Linked DNA regions of Rattus norvegicus: region 1 is linked to region 2. Evidence: chromatin contacts called from public Hi-C data. All regions are on one chromosome and are shown on one strand. Each heading gives the region's core, a stretch centred on a gene start, on an enhancer-like site or on the middle of the called end of the contact. The rest is flanking DNA. Distances are from core to core; before and after follow the strand shown.

Region 1 (6,232 bases), core at 2,798-5,297, 140 kb after region 2:
CGCAGCATCTGTGGGGCACCTGCTGTGTGCTAGGTGCTATCTGGGCGGCTGGGGAGATGAAAAGTGCAAACGTAGGCTACGCTGTGCAGTTAGCATCTCAGGAACAGTGTAAGAGGAGGCAGCCATCCTCCCAGAGATGGGAGTGAGGCTGTCAGTGTCAGGGAGAGCTTTGGGAAGGTCTTTGGGCAAATCTGGAACACATGTTCGACACAGTCTGAATCCGTTCAGAGCTGCTGGTTTTTGGGCTTTTTGTTTTTTGTTTTTTTTTTTTTTTTAATGCCTGAAACTGGGTGATTTATAAAGGACAAAAATTCATTTCCTCTCAGCTCTAGAGCCTAAAAAGATGAAGACATCAGCATCTGGCAAGCGAAAACCTTTATTCTACATCAGCACTGGGGGGAGGGGGGGGAGAGAGAGAGAGAGAGAGAGAGAGAGAGAGAGAGAGAGAGAGAATGTGAACAACACCCTGGGCATCTTAAACCCTTTATAACATTAAACACATGGCGAGGCCTGACCCGCATTCTCGTGTCTCTACCCATTACACTCACGCTGACAACTAAATTTCAACAAGTGTTTTGTTTGGCTGGGGCAGATGTTCAAAGCATCGCTGGTGCTGACCGACAGGAAAGCTCAAGTAGGGCCTTGTGGCTCACGCACTGGCACAAACAAGAGCTCAGCAGTGGGAGCTAGGAGCAGGGGCTGAGACTGTTCCAGATCACCGGGGATGGCAAGTGTTTATGGTGAACAAGACCAAAGATGGGCAGGGATAAAAACGATTCAGGGACACCATCCAAACAGAACAGCATTGAGTTTGTAGAGGCCAATGCAGAAAAATCTGTTTTTATTTGGTATGGTGTGGGGTGGCATGGTGTGGGGGTGTCTGCACACACGTGTGGATCCGTGAGCACATGCACAGGGCAGTGTCCACTTCTGTTACTCTCCACCAGGTTTCTCGTGAAACCTGGAACTAGTTGCCGCCAGTGAGCCCGATGACCCTACTTCCCCGGCTTCGTCCCCGCAAAGCACTTGGGTGACAAGCACCCAGCCACACCTTGCTTTTTACCTCATGCTCAAATCCAAACTCAGGTCCTCTTGTTTGAGCGGCAAGCACTGTTGTTACCTGCTGAGCCATCGCTCCAGTCCCACGAACAATGTTTTAATGTGATGCTCGGTACGGCGGTTTGGAAAGACGCACATAGAATCAGTGTACAGCAGATCCGGAAGAACGAGGAGATAGCATAAAGGTCTTTTTGATGCAGAAGTGATGACAGTTAGGACTTGGTGGGCAACTAGAAACGAGACATTGGGGCAGCGTCATCCACTTACGTGGTGAGGGATTGGGGAGGTTGGGAGGAGTGAGCCGGGAGGCTTAACAAAGCATCCCAGGCCTTGTTATTACAGATGCAAGGAATTTGGCAAAACTCAGCCTTCAAACACAAGCTATACTTTGGGGTAATTGACTCGGGACCAAACATTGCGTGTGTGTGCAAGCACGCCCACACTGTGTTCGCAGGCATTCATGAATCAGACCTGGAATAGGGTTGGTGGACTACCGGGCACATGTAACTCTCACTATTCATTCAAGTATGAACAACACAGGTTCTGAGCTGACTGGGTACCAGGACAGCCTTGGCCAGTGACTGTGGAGTTGCTTAAGATCGTGTGCAACCGTAGTGCATGGGTTCAGGTCCAAGCGGTCACTCAGGAGGAACCAAGGGAGTTCAAGCCAGCTGCTTAGTCTCTCTCTGTCTCCACTTCTACGCCAGTCATGGGGACAATATCAACACCGGCTGCTTCTTTGACAATTTCATGCACTACTACTCAGGGATACTTGGGAGAGGGTTTTACTTATTTGTAATGGGTAGCAGTAAAATTTACTTGTTATATCTCCTGATAACGGAATGATTTGTTTTGGTTTTAAACAGAAGTAAACAGAGAAGAAATTCCAGTTATAGAAATCCTTTCCCTCAGAAAATAATTTGAAAAAAGCCACGTTTCCTAAGTAGAACAGTTCAACAAATGTATCTGATGACTAGTGTGCTTAATTCCTATTGTACTAAGGGCCAAGGGAATTTGAAAGAACGGGCAGTTTTCAAGACTACTCCCCCAAAGGAATAAAACACGGATTCTTTTTCGATGTAAGAGATATTCTTGCTACTTTAAAATACACGGGATTTAATTTACACACCTATAAAAATTAGATAAAGCTAGCTGTATAAGCTTATTCATTATTCACACACCCTTTGCCTAAATTTTGATGGTGAGGTCCCGCCTTGAGCACACCTTCCTCCCATCTAGGAAGGAGAGCGGGGTTTATCCTTAACAATCACAGAAGCTTCGTCTTCTGCATTCCCTTTGCGTAGAGTTTTTTTTTAAATAATTTTTTCATACAATATATCCTGAGTGTTTCCCTCCCTCTTCTCCAAGGTCCTTCCAGCTCTTCAGCCACCCAACTCCACTCCTTCTCTCTCTCTCTCTCTCTCTCTCTCTCTCTCTCTCTCTTTAGAAAACAGACAGGCGGGGTTGGGGATTTAGCTCAGTGGTAGAGCGCTTGCCTAGGAAGCGCAAGGCCCTGGGTTCAGTCCCCAGCTCCAGAAAAAAAGAACCAAAAAAAAAAAAAAAGAAAACAGACAGACAAAAAAATAATTAGTTAATTAAAAGAAAGAAAAAGCCTAAGAAACACACAAAAGAACACAAAGTGAAACTTGTAAAAGTACGTAATCAGAGACCATAACACACCTGCAAGAGACCACACCAAAGATGCCCAAAGACGCATTACAAAACAAAACAACCACCTGAGAGGCCGCTGAGCTGGTCTCCTGCTGGGCATCCACTGCTGGGCATGGGGCCTGACCTCCAGCGTGGTTTGTGTGCCCAGCGAGACTCCATTGGAGAAAACAAATGAGACTCCATTGGAGAAAACAAATTTTCCCGTATAAGTAGATGTCAGGGGAGGATAGCTTCTTTATTAGTGATGGGGGTTCATGTCTACTCTCCAGTCTCACCACAGGGGCTTTGTCTGGTTTGGACCTGTGCGGCCCTGTGCATGCTGTCACAGTGCCTGTGAGTTCATGTGTCGGCCCTGTTGCATCTGGAAGACACAATATCCTTGGTATCATTCATCTTTTTCAGCTTTTACAGTCTTTCCAACTCCTCTTCTGGATAGTTCCCTGAGCCCCGAGGAGAGGGGTTTGATGAAGACATCCCATTTACGACTGAGTGTTTCAAGGTCTCCTACTCTCTGAATAGTGTCCAGTTGATGAAGACGTTCAGTTTAGAACTGAGTGTTCCGAGGTCTCTCACACTTTTGTAGCAAAAGATATCTAGCGGGGGCTTTGTCTCCACCTTTGTTTGCTGGCTACACCTATGTTTTTTCATGTAGGTACAAGTTTTGAATAGTTTTTTACTGTGTTATGTCTCCATTTGGCCTGGCAAATGGCCCTTAGTGTTAGCTGTCCCTCCTTTCCCCTCCCTTACCCACGTTCTCCTACCCCTTGTCTTTTGAATCCTCCCATCCCAGTCTTCCCTGTCTCTTAACTATTCTGCTTCCTCTTCGTTCCTCTCCTCCCCTTGTCCCCTACCCTACCTAACCTCTGTGGTTATACAGATTGAAGCATAACTGTTGAAGGCTTAAAAGCTAACATTGCATATAAGAACGCACAGGCCATGTTTGTCTTTTTGGATTTAGGACGATTTCTTTTCTAGCTTCATTAATTGACTGTGATTTTGCTTTTTTTATTTTAATCTCATGATTTTGTTTATAAAGCTGATTGATGTTCTATTGTGAAAGCATAACACGTTTTTATTGTCCACTCCTCTGCTGGGACATCGAGACTGTTTCAGATTTCTGGCTGTAATCAAGAGCAGCCATGAACATGGATGTCCAAGTGTCTGTGACATAGGATGTCGAGTCCCTTGGGTGCGTGCCCACGAGTGGGACAGCTGGATCGTGAGTAAATATATTCCAAGCTTCCTCAGGAACCACCACATTGAGTTCCGTGGTGGATATACAAGCCTGCACTCCCACCAGCAATGGGTATGAGTATTGCTTTGTTCCACATCCCTGCCAGCATGAGCTGTCATTTGTTTTATTATCTTGGCTGTTCTGACTGGTGTGAGGTGGAATCTCAGAGTTGTTTTGATTTGCATTCCCAGATGACTAAGGATGTTGAACATTTCCTTAAGTGCTTCTCAGCCATTTGTGTCTCATCTTTTTGAGACCTCTCTGTTTACTTCTGGGCCCCTTTTAAAATCGGGTTGTTTTCTTGGCGTCTAGATTTTTTTTAATTTATTTTGGATATTAACCCTATCAGATATATCATTGGTAAGGATGTATTCTCATTCTATAACCTGCCAGTTTGTTGGAATGATGGTATCCTTTGACTTAGAGCTTCTCGGTCTCCTGATGTCCCACTTACTGTTGTCTTAGTGCCCGTGTTATCAGTGGTCTGCTCAGAAGGTCTTTCTCTGCGTCGATGAGTTCAAGAGTATTTCCCACTTTCTCTTCTACAAGGTTCAGGATCCTTGACCCATGTGGAGTTGCATTTTTGTGCAGGGTGGGAAGAATGGATGTTTACATTCTTCTACATGCAGCCCAGCATCATTCATTCAAGCTGAAAATAGTCCTTTCAATTTCTGTGAAGAATTGTATTGGACTTTTGATAGGGATTGCATCAAATCTGTAGATAGCTTATGGTGGGACATCTCCACTGTATTAATCCTACCAACCCATGAGCATGGGGGATGCCTCCATCTTCTGGTATCTTCTTCAAATGCCTTAATGTTTTTAATATCCAGGTCTTTCAATTGTTTGGTTAGGGCTACAACAAAATATTGTTGAGAGGTGTTTTTCCCATGATTTCTCCCTCAGTCCATTTGCCATTTGTATATAAGAAGGCTACTGGTTTTTGAGTTGATTTTGTTATCTAATTGCTAATTTGCTGAAAAGTGTTTATCAGTGGTAGAAGTTTCTTGGTGGAGTTTTGATGTCTCATATACAAAATCATGTCATATGCAAATAAAGTTATTTGTAGGCTAAGAGATGGTGCACACTTTTAATCCAGCACTCAGGAAGCAGAGGAAGGCTGATCTTTGACTTTGAAGCCAGCATGGCCTATATTCCAGGGCAGCCAGGGCTACACAGAGAAAAATGTCTCAAAACAGAGAAAGAAAGACAGAAAGAAAGAAAGGAAGGAAGAAAGAAAGGAAGGAAGAAAGAGAGACAGAAAGAATTCGTAACCCCTTGATCTCCTTGTTATTCTAGTGTTCTAGCTAAGACTGCAAGTACTATACTGAATGTGTTGTCTTGTTCCTGACTTTAGTAGGCATGCTTTGAGTTTCTTCTTTTTTTTAGCCTGATGTTGGCTGTAGGTTTGTTGTATATTGCCTTTATTATATTGAGTCATTTCCCTTGTATTCCTATTCTCTTCAGGACTTTCATTATAATGGGATGTTGGCTTTTGTCAAGGCCTTTACTGCATCTAATGAGACGATCATGTAGTTTTGTCTTTCAGTCTATCTATATGGCAGATTACAGATTACATTTATAGGTTTATATATGCTGAACCACCTGTGTATCTCTGGGACAAAGCAAACTTAATCATAGTGGATAACCTTTGATGTGTTCTTGTATTTGGCTTGCAAGTATTTTACTGAGTTTTTTGCTTCAATGTTTATAAAGCATATTGGTTTGTACTTTTCTTTCTTCTTTGTGCATTTTAGGTATAAGGATAATTATAGCCTTATAAAAAGAAATAGACAATGCTCCTTCAGCTTCCATTTTGAAGAAAAATTTGAGGAGTATTGGCATTAATTCTCTTTTGAGAATCTGGTAGAATTATGAGCTGAATCTTCTGGCCCTGGGCTTTTGGTTGGGACATGTTTAACTACTGTTTTTATTTTACTAGAATTTGTAGGTCTTTTTAAGTTGCTGATCTGATCTTGACTTAACTTTGGTAGGTCATATATATTAAGAAATTTATTTCTGTTAGGTTTCTCAGTTTGGTGGAAGTAAAGATTTTTAAAGTATGTGTTTATGATTCTCTGGATTCCTTCATTGTCTGTTGACACCCCCCCTTCATTTCTAATTTTATTATTTTTATCTTCTCCCTCCATCTTTTGTCAGTTTAACTAAAGGTTCATCAGTCCTACTGATTTTCTCAAAGAACCAACTCTTCATTGATAGTTTGTAATTTTTGTTGTTGCTGCTGTTTTCTGCTTCTGTTTCATTGAT
Region 2 (5,914 bases), core at 1,440-3,939:
TACGCGTCTGTGTTTTCACCGTATCCCTTTTAAAGACCTTGAACATGTTCATAATAGATGCTTTGAAGGTCTTGTCTTGTCAGTTCCATTACATTTCTTGGGTCCTCATTAATGGGGCTTCTGGGTTCCGGTGGAGCCACAATGTCCTGGATATTATTGTGTTTTTATGCTGGTGTCCAGGAACCTCAGTTTGGGATGATTGTAATTCTGGATATATACATATACATGTACATGTACATATACACATATACATACACATTGTAAACATCATCTACATTATATACATTGTATACACTGTATACATTGTATACATCATACACATACACACACACCACACACACACTCTACATACACACATACACACACATACACACACATTACACACACACACACACACACACACACACACACACACACACACACGTCTCCATGCTTAGGTGTTCTTTGGTTCCCGTTGCTGTCCCTGGTCTTAGTGTTGGTGTGGATTGCCTTGGACAGAGTGCTTCTGAGTCCCTGGCAGGCGTGGGCTCTGGGGATCTGGGGTAGAATCTGTTTCTAGGTATTAGGAACTGATGGGAAGGACTGAGGATAGACTAGGAGGGGGCGAGGGTCCACAGGAAGGAGGAGAGCTGCTTCTGCCAGGGGAATCTGCTGATCCCACAGGGAGTGAAGTCAGAGAGGGAAGCCAGGTTTGCGCAGGTGGCCTGCTGCAGGGCCCGGGTGACACTGAGGAATCTGCAGTGGAGAACAGGGAGGAGAATGAAGCTCTCCTACCTGATGCCCAGGCCAGCGTAACCAGAGGGTTCCCGGGTAGAGAATGCCCTTTGGCATTGGCAACTGACACGAAGGGATGGGGTGAGGGAGGAAGGCTGGGTCCTTCAAAGGTCTGCAGTGTCCTAGGGAATGCTGGTGGCTTTGGTAAGGTATTAGAAGCAGATGTGGACTGATGAACAAGAAACTACCAGCTAGGCGTCACCTTCTGGAAGTGTACAAACACTTTATCTTGCATTTTGTAATTAAACAGCACACAAAAGTCCGGCACATAACAAGCTTATAAAATATGCAGCATACATTATCCAAAACATAGCTATTATGTTGGATTCCATATCATTTTTGTTTTACAGATTCTATTTAATCTATATGTTTACCGTCTTGCTTATACAGTGTGACCTATGTGGATATCCTATAAGAGTCTTTCTGCAGGGCTAAAGTTAAAGGTATTTACCATTCTTGCAGAGGACCCAGGCTCAGTTCTCAGCATCCTCATGGTGGCTTACAGTCACTAGTGATTTCCAGGAGGTTCTGACGGTGTCTTCTTGCCTTTTCACTCACCAGGCATACAAGTAGTACACAGACACACTTGCAGACGAGACGCACACACACGCTATTTTCATTTTCTTTAAAGATTTATGTGTATGAGTACACTGTAGCCATCTCCAGACACACCAGCAGAGGGCATCGGATCTCATTACAGATGGCTGTGAGCCACCATGTGGTTGCTGGGATTTGAACTCAGGACCTCTGGAAGAGCAGTCAGTGCCCTTAACTGCTGAGCCATCTCTCCAGCCCGAGCACGCACTCTCACACAACACACACACACACACACACACACACACACACACACACACACGCACGTAAAATAAATAAGTATTTAGAAAGGGGGCTGGGGGTGGAGAGTTAAAGGAAACCTTGCCTTTACAAGGTTAGAGAAATATATTGAATGTCACTTATGTTGCTTCTTCCCTCCCCTCCCCCACCCTGCCCCTTAGGGTGAGTTGAAAAACTATTTCATTGGTCCGCTCCTCTAGAGGTGGCTGGAACCTACTGTCCCAGTAGTCATGGATATGAAACAGAGATGCCGCTGCGTAGAGTGGAAGCCAGCCTGGTCACGTGGAGAGGACTGACGGGGAACCCGTGTGAGCACCTGAGAGGTTGAACAAGAAGCCAGAAGAGAAAACTGATCAGGTAACAATGTAAAACCTGAGAGGAAGTGAGGACAGCACGTATGGTTCCCGAGAGAGTCACAGAGGCTCCCAGCTCCCTCCACAAGCTCCTGTCAGCACTAAAGCTGAGTGATGAATCACCAGGAGACCTGCACACACTTAGGACAGACGAGCAGCCTGGTTTCCTTTTCTATGGGCCCTTCCCAGTTTATTCTTAAGTGCTTGGGGATACTTGGATTGTCTTAGGAAATAGAAGGAAATATGAAACACTATTTGTTATTTTCTTCAGATTTTCTCTGTATGGTAGATTATTTAAACGAACCCCCCAAATTTCCCCCTCATTCTCTTCATTTGTATAGTGTGACATAGCATATCCCCCTTTAATGAGGGTTAGTATGTATCCCCACACTTTGAGTCTGTGTTGGTCATGTGACTCACTTTGACAAATAGGCCGTCAGCAGCCCAGGTATAAGCAGGAGCTGGCAGAGCATTTCTATGTTGGTGCTCCCCTTCTCGCTGTGTTGGCAACACCAAGACACACCCCAGGAGAACAGGAACCACCATGTTAAAGTTGTTGAAGGTGTCAGATGACTGGGGTGGGGTGGTGACCACTAGCCAGCGAGCACTAGCCGTTAGGTGTGCATAGAGCCATCCAGGGTCGTAAAGTCACCCTCAAAATCAATAGTTTGCCGCAGATCCCTAAAGCGCTCAGGGAGGATCAGAAAAGAACTCGCCCGTGCCAAGACAATAACCCGACTGACTCATAGAACTGTAAGCTAAGTCATGAAGATTAAAGTAAAGGTCCTCCTACTGGGCCCGCTCATCCACCACTGAGTGACAAATCTGCCCTCCGGGTTCACAGCTCAAAACAATCAATTCTACCCCCTCCGTTTCGCAAGGAGGGATCTAAGTAGTGGGTGCTTTAGGTTCAGGGTCCCCTAAGGCTGAAGTGAAGGTGGCTGACGTTAAATCAATCTCAGGGCTTTTGGCAGGCCTCGGGTCTTTGCCGTCTGTCTGTCTGACAGAGGTATCATTTCTCTTGCCACATACGTCTCTCCAAAAGTTTTTTTTTTTTTTTTTTTTTATAGCATGGCAGCGTGCTTCCCAGAGCAAGAGCAACTGGGAGAGCTCCCAGAGTTAGAAGGTGCAGTCTTTTTATAACCGACTCATAGAAGTAATTCCTCCTCGTTTGCACTGAAGCTATTAAAAGCTATTAAAAGTGGGTCACGAAATCCAGCCCCTAAACGAGGTGAGGGAGGCGCACAGGGCGTGGCGATGGAAGAAAGCATCAGCCTTTGAGGCTGACTGTACACACCCTCGGAAAGACACTGGTTTTTCTCTAAACGCAGTAAGAAATTGCCGCAACACCAACTTGTTAAACGGAGGCTTGTCCCATGCTGTTCAACTCCAGATGACCAGGAAACCCTACAAAAGAAAAACGTGGCAACGTGGCAAGAATTAGTCTGAAAATTGCAGTTATTTTTCATCAAACCAACCATATTTAAATGGAGAGAATGTAGAGTGGAGAAATAGGATCGAGACTTCATAGTGCGAGATAAAATCAAGCAGAACTAATCATATGTGTGTGTGTATGTGTGTGTGTGTGTGTGTGTGTGTGTGTGTGTGTGTGTACATAAATACATACTGTGGATTGGCCAGTTCCTGAGGAGGCCAGAAGAGGTCATCAAACCCCTTGGAACTGGAATCACAGGTGACTATGAGCTGTCATGCGTTTGCTGGGAATGAAACCCAGGCCTCTTCAAGAGCAGGCAGTACTATTAACCACTGAGCCGTCCTTCTGGCCCCAAGATCTAGTCTTAAATGTTGCCATAGAAAACTCTAAGTATGTCTTCAAAGAACACAGGTAGCTTTTGAACATTTTTTAATCACAGCAATGACATAATCAGTGTGAGGGGGTAGGGGGTTGGGGGAGGCATCCCTCCAGGTGTCACAGCCAGCAGTGAAATGATCTGTGAAGAGTTGAAAATGAAAACTCAGCCTGTCTTAGACTGAGTCTCTCACACCAGGTGATTTATTGCAAGCATACTTAAACCTGGTACCGACTGGGGGGAAAAGGTTTTCTGGTGTAATACAGCCCCCTGTGCACAAGGAGGCATAATTACATCGGCACTCAGAGACCATGCCATTTGTTCCAAGAAGATGGGCTCTAGAGATTTCAGAGCCTAAGGAAAGATCTGGCTTGGTCTCGTTCACACAGATAGATAGCATCAAGGTCCTGGTTGTGGGAGTTCAGGGGAGCTATACAGATAAAGTAAGGGTAGTTCAGACTTTTAGGGAGCCCCTGGCTGTACCGGCAATGTGAAGGTTGTTTAGACTAGCTAACCGTGGTTCTGGTTGTGAGAGCTTGATAAGACCAGGCCCAAGAGATAACACAGATTGCCAGGCTGTTAATTACCCACAATGCCCAGCCCTCTGGATGGAAGAATGGGGTTTACATTCTTTCCTTTGTAGAAGACAATTCCATGAGCTTAGCACTCCTGGCTTCCCTGAGGATCTGTCGGCACAAGGAATTTCGTGCTCCCAACAAATCAGGGCCATGGCCTGGGAGTGTCACCAATGTGGTGTATGTCTAGGATTGTTAGGACAGGGGAGAACAGACAGAAAGAGCTCACAATGGAGTTACAGATCATAGGCTCATGTTGCTGCTCTATCCCCTGCTATAGTGGAAATGTTGGTTTCTTTAATCCCAAGAATCTTGCAGGAATCTGTTTTTGTTTTAACCCCGGGTATGGGATATGGGGCTGCTTTAGAGTGTCCTCAGCAGGTGACTATGGCTTGCCTCATGTTCTGGCAGGGGCGTGAGGTTGCCAGCCACAGATAAGTCCTGCAAATGTATGACATTTGGAATTCTGGGGACTCTTGAGAGGGTTTAAAATGCTAGAGCCCCGAGAGGAGTGGTGGCCGCTGCTGCCCCTGTCCTTGCCCCTGCTGCCCCGCTGCTCCCACTGCAATCACTGGTTGCTAATGGCTGGTGGGAGGACACTGCCCCAAGGAACTCAAGGATGTTAATCAGCAGGAATTAGTCTATTGAGATCAATGCCCCCTTTCTCCTCTGTCCTTCTTCCTCTCCTACCTTAGGGGGTTGGAACGGATTGGGGTGGAGAAGGATGGTGAGAAAAAGGAATCATTAAGTCAGCAAAATTCCACCTACACCTTGCCAACAATGTGACCTTAAAAGCAACTAGCAACTGTGCCATGGCCTCATTACCTATAAAAGAGAGAAAGAAAGAAAGAAAGAAAGAAAGAAAGAAAGAAAGAAAGAAAGAAAGAAAGAAAGAGAGAAAGAAAGAAGAAAGGAAGAAAGAAGAAAGGAAGGAAGAAAGGAAAAAAGAAGAAGGAAAGAGAAAGAAAGAAGGAAGGAAGGAAGAAAGAAGAAAGGAAGAAAGAAGAAAGGAAGGAAGAAAGGAAAAAGAAGAAGGAAAGAAAGAGAGAAAGAAAGAAAGAAAGAAAGAAAGAAAGAAAAAAGAGGTTGAGATGTATAACTTCCAAGATGCTTTGTAGAACCTTACAAACAGAAGAGTTTAACTCCATGGGTTTCTGTGAAATCATTTAAAATATTTAAGAGATCTGGGCTATTGAAGGAGCAAAACCATCCTCGGTGGTTGTCAGTCAAGGACAAACCCCTCTCTTTATCCCACCATCTTCCAATGCAGAAGTCTCACCTGCAGAAGAGTTGACAGCGGTCCTCAAGTCTCTGCTTCAGCATCTCTAGTGATGACTCATTCTCTTGGAAGAAAGCATGCATTCCATTCCCGGCGAGCCACAATACTGCTCTCGTCTTGTTTTATGCTGAGGTCAAGTTTTCTCATCGCCAAATGCTCATTCTCTGTGATTGTATGTGAATGGTCATTGGTTATGCCTGGTTCTTTTATGCCGAACAGTCTGAAGTACCAGAGGATGTGAGTCTTGTCGCTATCTTGAACATCCAGAGGGAAAAGACAACCATTTGT

Evidence for each region. A called contact is a pair of places that touch in the nucleus more often than the background predicts.
Region 1: a Hi-C map of the A7r5 cell line shows a contact between it and region 2, with 4 times the contacts expected there. The contact joins two enhancer-like sites. A contact is called at or near these places in 6 of 12 Hi-C or Micro-C datasets (the A7r5 cell line, the Rat2 cell line, hepatocytes and 3 more).

Annotation. Positions count from the first base shown.
Region 1 is chr7:130,138,719-130,144,950 of GRCr8, forward strand. All of the region lies in intron 3 of LOC102547634 (a long non-coding RNA gene), which reads right to left. Among named protein-coding and RNA genes, the nearest start is that of Slc38a4, 60 kb to the left of the region's middle. Within about 2 kb of position 4,048, at least 5 of the 93 cell types and tissues checked have an H3K27ac peak or open chromatin away from gene starts, as enhancers often do. A contact at or near this core is called in the A7r5 cell line, where this site is marked.
Region 2 is chr7:129,998,547-130,004,460 of GRCr8, forward strand. LOC108351545 (a long non-coding RNA gene) reads left to right here. Exons shown (of 6, transcript XR_010053062.1): 4 at 1,770-1,965. Among named protein-coding and RNA genes, the nearest start is that of Slc38a4, 81 kb to the right of the region's middle. Within about 2 kb of position 2,690, at least 7 of the 93 cell types and tissues checked have an H3K27ac peak or open chromatin away from gene starts, as enhancers often do. A contact at or near this core is called in the A7r5 cell line, where this site is marked.